Linked DNA regions of Mus musculus: regions 2 and 3 are each linked to region 1. Evidence: chromatin contacts called from public Hi-C and promoter capture Hi-C data. All regions are on one chromosome and are shown on one strand. The core of a region is the stretch at or near the end of the contact, and the rest is flanking DNA. Distances in the headings are between cores, read along the strand shown. Region 1 holds the start of Zbtb45 (zinc finger and BTB domain containing 45). Region 2 holds the start of Zfp78 (zinc finger protein 78). Region 3 holds the start of Zfp667 (zinc finger protein 667).

Evidence for each region. Promoter capture Hi-C pulls out the DNA fragments that hold promoters and counts their contacts. A called contact is a pair of places that touch in the nucleus more often than the background predicts.
Region 2: a promoter capture Hi-C map of pre-B cells shows a contact between it and region 1. The contact joins the promoter of Zfp78 here to the promoter of Zbtb45 in region 1. A contact is called at or near these places in 4 of 39 promoter capture datasets (cranial neural crest, frontonasal cranial neural crest, pre-B cells and 1 more) and 1 of 9 other capture datasets (liver).
Region 3: a Hi-C map of B cells shows a contact between it and region 1, with 7 read pairs. The contact joins the promoter of Zfp667 here to the promoter of Zbtb45 in region 1. A contact is called at or near these places in 3 of 39 promoter capture datasets (cranial neural crest, pre-B cells and second pharyngeal arch cranial neural crest), 1 of 484 Hi-C or Micro-C datasets (B cells) and 1 of 9 other capture datasets (liver).

What each region holds. Positions count from the first base shown.
Region 1 is chr7:13,008,455-13,011,653 of GRCm38.p6, forward strand. Zbtb45 (zinc finger and BTB domain containing 45) reads right to left here and starts at 1,398. Exons shown (of 3, transcript NM_001360833.1): 1 at 1,182-1,398.
Region 2 is chr7:6,361,979-6,365,118 of GRCm38.p6, forward strand. Zfp78 (zinc finger protein 78) reads left to right here and starts at 1,330. Exons shown (of 5, transcript NM_001025163.1): 1 at 1,330-1,369.
Region 3 is chr7:6,284,691-6,288,242 of GRCm38.p6, forward strand. It overlaps Zfp667 (zinc finger protein 667), which reads left to right and starts at 1,890. Exons shown (of 5, transcript NM_001024928.2): 1 at 1,890-1,964.

The sequences.
Region 1 (3,199 bases), core at 148-2,647:
TAACTACTGTTATGTGGAGGTTTTCAGAAGGGTGGGGAGGCAACTTGCCTCCTGGCCGAATCATTTAGGAACACCCCTTGAGGCTGAGGATTTGTGCCTGCCATACCCAAGGGAAGCAAATAAACAGTACATATAACAAGGCCTTTGCAACCTTGTTTCTTCTTTGCATCACCTGAGAGGTGCTAACTTTGGGCTTTGAAAATGCACCAGTGATGTGAAAGGCCAGCAAGCTGAAATTCAGTGTTGTTTAGCAATCCCCATAGTTCTTATGAACCCGAGACTATCATCCTGGCACTAATCATACTGAGGGAAGACAGATTCTTCCATCACACACACACACACACACACACACACACACACACACGCACACGCACACACACACACACACACACACACACACACACGCCCTCCGCAAAGGAGCTGGGAATCAGAATTGTCAGTTAACCCATCAAGCAAATATCTCCAGGTCTCTGGGCCTGTTTCCTTATTCAGCAAACAAGGGTGTTTCCCTTGGATCAGATTGCATACACTGCTCTAAGGGAAGAGAATCAAGATTCAGGATTCGCCCTGACCACCAGCCTGTCTCTCTAGGACAGACCCAGAGCAGGGCCCCATTTAATCCTGCCCCTTACAAAAGGACTACTGAGATCTCAGACTCAACGATTCTAGATCCTTAACACAAAAACACCCTTCCCTTTCTCTCGGAGTATTGCACACATTGTGTCAGTTACCACTGGCCTGGCCTACTGGAAGTCGCCATGCAGGGTCCCTTCCACACTCCCACCTCCAGGCCTTTCCCTCACGTGGCCGCCAGAGGGAGCCTGCGAACCGGGTTTATCTGGGACCTCTATGATGATGAATTAATTCTTCAAACCCACCAAGGCTTTGAACCTGTCTCTGCCAAGCGGCCTCCTTTTTCAAATAATATGCCAACCCATAACTCTTCCTCAACCCCATCCATACCCTACTTCTCGAACGCCCGGACTCCTCAGATGCAGCAGAACCTTCCTGAATGCCTCAGAACAAAGGCACACTCTCCCACATCTCCTACAGCATTCTCGCTACAACTCCCTCACCCATGCCATGCACCTTGTTCCATCAGCCTGTCTCACTCCCACCCTATCTATGCCAGAGTCCCCTTCAGGCCCGCTACATCTACCCCCAGTTTCCCGCCTCCGCACCCTGCCCCGATCCTGCAGCGCCCTCTTGTGTTCGCAACGTGCACACCGATCCTCACGCAGGCGTGCCGCTCCTGGCACGCCCCAGCCTTCTCTGGGACTCTGAGGCAGGGGGATGCCCGCTCGACCCCACCTCCGACTCCTCAGGCAGCAGGTCCTGCAGGTCCTCCTGCTTGTCAACTTGAAGGCCGCACTTCCGGGCGCTGAAGCGGAACAGATAGCCTCGGCACAGGCGGAACGATAGTCGGGAGCACGTTTCCGGTGTTCCTCTTTAGACTAGGCAGTCGTTGAGCAGAACTTCCGGTCTGGTCCGCGCCACAACCAAAATCGCAGAAGCTGGGGACCGAAGAGCTGGGGATCAGTAGGCAGAAGGAGCAGGAGTCCGTCGTCTCCAGGCTGATCCGAGCGAGCTGTCAATCACTCCTCGGGCCACGCCCTCAGTACTCTCAGCGGGTCTGGAGAGGGCGCTGGATGGAATCCAGAGGCTTTTTTTTTTTCTCCCAGGTGGCTTTTCTCTTACACGGGAAAAGTTTCTCTCTCTCTCTCTCTCTCTCTCTCTCTCGATTTATTTATTTTCTATTTATTTTATGCGAGTACATTATTAACTCTCTTCAGACACACCAGAAGAGGGCATCAGCTCCCATTACCGATGGCAGTGAACCGCTGAGCCATCTCTTCAGCCCCGAGAAGTTTCTCTTGAGTCACTTCTGCTCGCACCCCAGATGAAGAAGCTTTGCAGAGCTTCCCTGCAGTCATCTAAAGAACACAGGCCCACCTTCCCAAGGAAGCCTCCTCATTCGGTGCTCCCACCTCACCCCACCCAGACTCTCGGGAATTCGCTGCTCTATAAATGAATGGTTGAAGAACCCCAGCTTGGCCACAGATCAGAATAGAATGTAGGACACGAAGTGGGCTCGGAAGTAGTCAGATACCAAGGAGCAGGGACTAAGTGCGTAGAGGGAGAGAACAGCCAGAGAGTTGTCCAAGCGGGGCTCCTACGTGGTCCTTTTGTTGTCCAAGACACCCATGAACCAAACCTCTCAAGTGGTGGGTTGGCCTTCCCTTCCCCTCTGTTCTTGGGGCAATCAATCAACCACTATGTAAGGCAAAAGAGAGGCATAGAGCTCTGGGCCTCCGTGTGAATGGTACTGAGGAATCTAGTGGGTGGTGCCGCATGAGGAAGATGTCAGGATGTTTTGTTCCCCATCCTGGACCCATGCTGGGTAGCTGTGTTGTATGTGTGTTTGAAAGTCTGGGGAAGCCAGGCGGTGGTGGCGTATGCCTATAATCCCAGCACTTGGGAGGCAAAGGCAGGAGGATCTCTGAGTTCGAGGCCAGCCTGGTCTACAAAGTGAGAGTTCCAGGATAGCCAAGACTATACAGAGAAACCCTGTCTCGAAAAACCAAAAAAAAAAAAAAAAAACAAAAAAAAAAACCTCAGAGGTTGAGGCAGGAGCGTCAGAAGTTCAAGGTCACCCCCCAGATATCAGAGTTGAGCCCAATCTGGGTTACATAGGATGCTATAGGAGGGGGGGGACCCTCAAAATTTAACAGCTAGGAATGCTTGTAATCCTATTACTTGAGAGGGAGAAGCTGGACGAATGGGAGTTTAAGACAGCCTCAACCATAAGAACCTGCTTAGCAAAACAAAACAAAAACAATAAAAAACACCCAAGTAAATGAGCTGGGACAATTGCTTGCATGCATGAGATCCTGGGTTGAAATAATTAATAGCAGGCTAGAGAGATGGCTCAGCAGTTAAGAGCACTGACTGCTCTTCCAGAGGTCCTGAGTTCAACTCCCAGCAACCACATGGTGGCTCACAACCATCTGTAATGGGGTCTGATGCCTTCTTCTGGTGTGTCTGAAGACAGCTACTGTATACTCATATATACATTAAGGAAATAAATCTTTTTAAAAAGAGAGAGACAGAGGGGAAGGAAGGAAGGAAGGAAGGAAGGAAGGAAGGATGGATTAACAGCAAAATGACAAGCATAATGGTCTGGCACCTTTATCTCTTA
Region 2 (3,140 bases), core at 80-2,579, 6.6 Mb before region 1:
TTTCCCGCAAAGATCAAACTTCCAAGCCTTGCGTCGTGGGGGCTCACACCATTGATTTCAATTTGGAAGAAAACGAATGGATACAGAAAGATCAAGAGTTACCCATTTCGGAGGTTAGTCTGGGCTAACCACCTCAAATCTCCCTCTACAAAAATTATAATCTCAAAAACTAACAATAAAGATCGAGCTTGGTTAAGTAAGGGACAGTGACATCAAGGAGGCTCACAAAAGAGTGTGAGGGAAGCCTCACGAAAGGGTGGGGAGCCTAACAAAGAGCTGGCGCAAGACTCGCCCTAACCGACACGGCTAGGAATCCTGGGCAACCCTTCTGTATAATCACGCACTCAGCCACACACTGTCACAGCTCCAATCCGTTCTGCAAACAGTCTTAAATGGTGCCTTTCTCCTCAAATTCTGCCCTTTTTCTCTGACTCCTCTGAGAAGCCGCCCCTTCTCCTTCAAGCCCCGCCCTCACCTCGGGCTGCGGGGAGAACCTCCCTACTTGCTAAGCCCTGCCCCTCATCTCAGAATGCTGTAAACCCTCCCCTTTTCTGCTTAGCGCCAGGCTCACCATGCACTACGCTGAAAACCTGCTCTTTCGCCTCAAGCCCCGCCGCCCTCTAGATTTTGCTGAGAACCCGCCCCTTCTATACTAAGTCCCGCCCTCTAGAATCTGCTGAGAACCCGCCCCTTCTTCAAGCCCCGCCTTCACCTCTGACTGTGAGGAGAACCGCCCTACTGGCTAAGCCCCGCCCCTTCAGATTGCCGAGAACCCACTCCTTCAATGCTTAGCACCGCCCTCACACGAGCCGCTGAGAACCCGCCCCTTCTCCTCCAAGCTCCGCCCTCACCTCCGGAGGCGGAGACCAACCGTTCTTGCTAAGCCCCGCCCTCACCTCGGATTCTTCTGAGAACCCGCCCCTCCTCTAATCCCTGCCCTCACCTCACCTCACACAGAGCTGAGAACCCGCCCTACTTGATAACCCCGCCCCTCACCTAATACGGATAAGCTCCCGCCCCTTACCCACTTAGTACCGCCCTCTCCAGGGACTCTGCTGAGAACACGCCCCTTCTCCACCAAGCCCCGCCCCTTACTCCAGTTTCTTCTGGGAACCTTCCTATCTAAGCCCAGCCCCTCACATCAAACTTCTGAGACCCTTGCTCTTCTCTGCTTAGCTTTGCCTTCACCCTCAGTCTAAGAAACTGTTCTCCGTAGTACCCGCTTCTCATCGCAGACTTCGCTGAGTACACGCCCCTTCAGCCCCACCTTTCTCAGATTAAGCTCTTAGGTCGTCGCTGGCAGAGGCTGCGCTTGCGCACACATAGCTTGTAGGAAACCTCCCAGCGTTCCTCGGTTGACAGCGTCTGGGTAAGGCAGCTAGCGGGCGCTTGTTAGGGAGTGGGAGCCCGAGCGCTGCGGGCAGGGGAGATCCTCGTGGTCCCTGTGTTTTCTGTCTGGAGGTAGGCAGGCGGTTGCGTGGAATCTAGGGGGCACGAAAGCTCAGACGACTGGGCGTCCGGATCTAAGTCTGTGCTTGGGTGTGCCAGGCCCGTGCGTGTGTGAAAGGAACTGGGCTGTAAGTTTTCGGTGTGAGAGAGGGAGACAGAGTCTGAGAGAAATAAGTGCTGTGATTGTGAGAGAACTGTGAAATGTATGATGATAAGTGTGTCTTCCAGTGATCTGCATTACAGCACTTAAATGCTTGGAATCTCCAAAGTAATAAATACCTTGTTGACTGCTCTTGATTGATGGCTGACAAGACTCAAGGTAGTTTCAGAGTCGGTGCTGATCATCGCAGACGCTAAACGGGATTAGAGGATCAGTCCCAAACCCCATCCAGGAGAGGACAGGAGCTGAGGTTGATCACCAGATGCCAGTCCTTTTGTTGATGTTTCGAGACAGAATGTCATGTAATCCAGCAGTCCTCAAACTCTTTATGTAAGTAGAGGATGAGTTTGGAACTCTGATCTTCCTAACTCAGCCTTCCAAGTGCTGTAATTACAGGCGTGTGCAACCCACACTCAGATAAATGATTTACACAGCCATGCTTACGTGATGAAGTGTCCATAGCGACTCAAAAGGAAAGGATTCAAAGAGCTTTCTGACAGGAGTATTGTATCCCTGCATAGAAATCCTGAGAGGCCGTTGAGGGAAGTGGGTAAAGTGAAGATAGGATTGTGTTGGAGACTTCAAGATGTTGGAGATACTAGAGTCGTGGGGTAGCTGCAGCCTGAGTGTGGAACCAGCCCAAGACAGAGAAGTACGTGGCAGTCAGCAAAGCTGAAAGGATTCGGAGATCTGAATGACACAGAGATGCAGAATTTAGAGTTTGCCCTGCTTGTTTTCCGTCTTTGTTCTTTGGTCCAGTATTGATTTTCTTATTGTGCTCCTTTCTCTCCCTTTTGGAATGTGTTTTTATTTTTAAAGATTTATTTATTTTTGCTTGTATGGATATTTTGCCTGCATGCACAAATATGTACACCAAATGCATGGCTGGAGGCATGGATCTCCTGGAACTAGAGTTACAGGCAGTTGTAAGCTGCCATGTGGGTGCTGGGAATTGAACCCCAGTCCTCTAGAGGAACATCCAGTGTTCCTAACTGCTGAGTCATTTCTCCAGCCCCACTTTTGGAAATAATGTGTATGCTTTGGCATTGTATGTTGCGAGCATGTGATCTGCTTTTTAATTTTGACTTTACAGGGCTACAGTTATGAGATTGCATGAGTCTCAGAAGAGATTTTGACTTTGGACTTTAGTGTTGAGACTGTGATAGACTATGAAGGCCTTTGAAGTTGAACTGAGTGCATTTTTGCATTATGATATGGCTACAAGCCTAAGGGGGCCAGGGAGTGAAATGTGCTGGTTTGAATAAGAATGGCCCTCATAGGCTCATATACTTGAATGCTTAGTCATCAGGCTACTACTTGAGAAGAATTAGAAGGTGTGGCCTTGTTGGAGTGGGTGTAGTCTTGTTGGGGTAGGTGTGGCCTTACTGGAGGAAGTATGTCACTGGAGGTAGGCTTTGGGGATTCAAACGCCCAAGCCAGGCCCAGTGGCTCTTTCTTCCTGATGCCTGTGGTTCTGGGTGTAGAACTTTCAGTTACTTCCCCAGAACTTTGTCTGTCTGTCTGTCTGTCT
Region 3 (3,552 bases), core at 640-3,139, 6.7 Mb before region 1:
GAGGTCTCCTGGGTGTTAAGTTTCAAGCCCCAGACAAAAGTGCCTACTTAAGATATTAAAGGGGACCTGGCCACCAGGTTCTACCTGCCTTTCTCAGTTTGTACCTATTACAGGGCCCTCCTGGCAGGCATACTCTGCCCTCTACCCTAAACTTCTCCAGCCCAGGGGCTGGGCCACCCTTCCCCCAGCTCTCCTTCCCTATGCAATCCAATCATTTTGGTTACCTGGTCCTTTCACCTACTCTCTTTAGCCTCCTGGCCTCTTGGTCTAGCCCTCTTCTCTCCCCTCCTCCCTCTCCTCATATTGCTTAGGGTCATGTTCACTTTGGACTCTCTCAGACATCCGTGCCTCTGACTATGTGTCCCTTTATCTACAATAAACCTTCTCATCTACCATACCTAGGAACAGTCATGTTCTTCCCTTTTTATTTTATTTTAGTTTTCATTCACTGGGAAATGAATGCAACCTTTAGTCTCACCCTTTCTGGTCTCCAAGATAACGAATTCCCTGCCTCTTTTGGTAGTAACATCATAGTTTCTCCTGGATAGATGGAGGTTTTGAAAGACTTGTGAGAATCTGAGTCACACTTCTTCTTTGGAGCCTCCCACCCTGTACCCCCATTCTTGGACTGGGGCTCTCTCAGTCTCTTGGTTTCCCCTTTAGAGAAATGATGTGTAGAACTTAACCTCTGTGCTTCCCTCCTACTTCCTATTTCTGGGGCCTCAGGTAAGGTCCAATGTGCTTGGAACCTCAGTTTTCCCATCGGTGAAATGAAATGCTGTGTTTGCTCAGTAGTGCCGTTGTTTCCCACATGACCATTCAGATGTCACAGTTGACGCTCATCACTGTCTTGACTGAAGATCTAAATGAGTCACTTCCCTTTCTCTAGGCACTTATATTTATACGCAGGTTGGGTATACTGAATTGTGCAGCTGACAGCATTTCACTTGTGCACACACCAATGACTGTGTTCTTGCTAAGGGATGCCATAACAGGGTCTGGTGTCTAGTCTACCCTTATCCTGGTGATTGCTGTGCGACCCGAGAGTCATTCCTTGTCCTTCACTGAGCCTAGGGTTTCCTCAAGTATTACCCCTATTCTCTTTCTACTTGGTGAGATGTAAAGTGACTCCGGAAGTGGCTTGAATGGAGTTATAATTTGATAAGGTAGGACCAGAAATCATTAGGGTTGCTCAAGAGGTTTAGGGCAGGCCTTTCCCCTTTACGTGAGATTTATACTGAGTTCCTAGAAAATTTCAGGTTTATAGTTTGGGAGGGAGTACGGCCTTATAAGTGTTGAATTGTGCTGTGGAGAGTCTTCAATCAGACTCCAAGGTGGAACGCTCCTCTTCTCACGTGCCCATCGTTTCCCCCATGGCTTTCTAAACAGCCACAGAAGAAACTCTGTCCTCTCCTCTGAGGGTCACAAGGTCTCCAGACAGGCGACAACGAGGATGGAAACACCCTTTTGGGCGTGGATATCCTTAGTCTCTTGCCAAAGCCTGAGGTTGGCGGTACAAGCTCGCGGTTGCGCACGGCGTAAGGCGCGTGGAAGCCCAGTGAGTCCGAGGTGTGGAACGCTAGGAGAAGCATCCCGGAAAGGACGCATGCTGAATGGACTCTAACGGGAGCTTGGCCGAACCCCTTAGAAAAGCGCTTAGCGTAGGAGGGCGCACACGGGTCGGCAGAATAGCCAACCAAATTATTGAGGGCGTGGCCTCGCGCTGTCTCCGGGGTTCTGCGACTGCAGCGTCTAGTTGCGTGTCAGGGGGCGTGGCTCCGCGCTCCGGGGGAAGCCCTGGGGGCGGGGCCGCACTGGCCTGCGTCCTTCTGGAGGGGCGGGGGGACCGGGGAGAGGCCCTGAAGGGATCCCTGGGGGTCTGGGAGGCGAGTGCGCAGGCGCGGGAGCTCTGTTGCTAGCAGTTCTGTGGCAGCTGTGAGACGGAGGACGCAGCAGGGAGACAGGTGAGGGGGTCTGGTGACTGCGAGCCTTCCTTCAGTGGGAATGATTGATAGCGTGTGTGTGTGTGTGTGTGTGTGTGTGTGTGTGTGTGTGTGTGTGTGTGTGTGACAGAGAGACAGAGAGAGACAGAGACCTGTTTGCGTGGGTCGCTCTGGTGATCTGAGTTGATTCGGGTGCACGCCTGAAGCTTCGTGTATGCTTGGCGTATATTGTTTGTTGTGGGGTGAACACAGTATGAGAATCCTTCAGGAGACTCCACGTGTGTATATGTGTGTGCGCGAGAGAAGAGAAGTGGAAGGGGGGCGCGGGAGAAGGGAAGTGGGAGGGGGGAAGGGAGAGGGAGAGACCGACTAGGCCTGTGAGCCCCAAGAAACAGGTGCGAATACCACCAACTGCGTGATGTGACCAGTGTGCCCTGTGTAAAGGAAGACACTACAAGGGGCCGCTAGTGGATGTAGGAACAGAGTTCTGAGCATCTCGGTTGTACTTGTGTGTGAGTGTGATAGACTGATGGAGCTGTTTATCATAGTCTGAGGGCACTCGGCCTGTGGGGCCCAGGGACAGGTGACTGTACAGGTCCTAGTGGGAAAGGAGGCCACCGCAGGCTAGAGGGGCCCAAGGGTGTGGGCACACAGTTCTGAGTATCTCTATGTCACTAGCTGTGCTGGTGTGAGAGTGTTGGCGGGTGTGTTTGTGTGTGTGTGAGAGAGAGAGGCTGATGAAGTTATTTATCAAAGTCTAGAGATACAGTGAGCCATCAGATGACAATGGCTTTGTGAGTGTGTGCCAGTGTGTGATTGATCGTGCCTCATCTCATTTGTTACCGTGGCAACGGGCTCCTCTAGAGGAGGAGATGTGATGGCCTAGTCTGGGAAACTGAACCTGTTAAGGATGAGACTTTTCCTTCTGTACAAAGGGATAAATGGCGCTCATCAGAGTGTTGATGGAAAGGCTAAACGGACTGTGAAATAATACAGGTGAAATGCCTTGTACAATGCCTGGGACATACTGAGTGCGGTGTAGAGTCTGGCCTTTGTTGTAGTGCTGACGGTGGAGGTTTGCTGTTGTGTTGTTGGCCTGTGTACAGGTAGGGTTGTAGTGGTGAATTCCAAAGGAGTTTTAGTGTCTACATTTGGAATTTGGCCGTCTTTCACCTCTAGCAGAGGTTCTGGATTGAGCAGTGGTGCACACACCCTCCAGACTCCTTTTATCCCTAGGCAAGCAACCTGGCTTCTTGGTGTCTGCCCAAGAATGGTCCTGCGGGAAAGTTGCATCCTACCCTGACCTGTGGAACCTGTTGGGTGTCTTCCTTATCAAGGTAGCTTGAAGGCTTCAGTAGAGGAGTGGTGGGGAGTGGGAAGGGCCTCAGGCCAGACACCTTTAATGCTAGCACACAGTAGCCCATGGGAGACAGAGGAAGGTGAGTCTCTGTGAAGTCAAGTCTAGCCTGGTTTACAAATAGATTTCCACGACAGGGCTACACAGGCACTGCTCTTAAATTCAGAATGGAGACTCCTGTGGACACATGGGTAAAGAGGTTTCCTTAGTCCCTACTGGCTGCACTTTGTCCACATTTTTTTGGAGATAGCT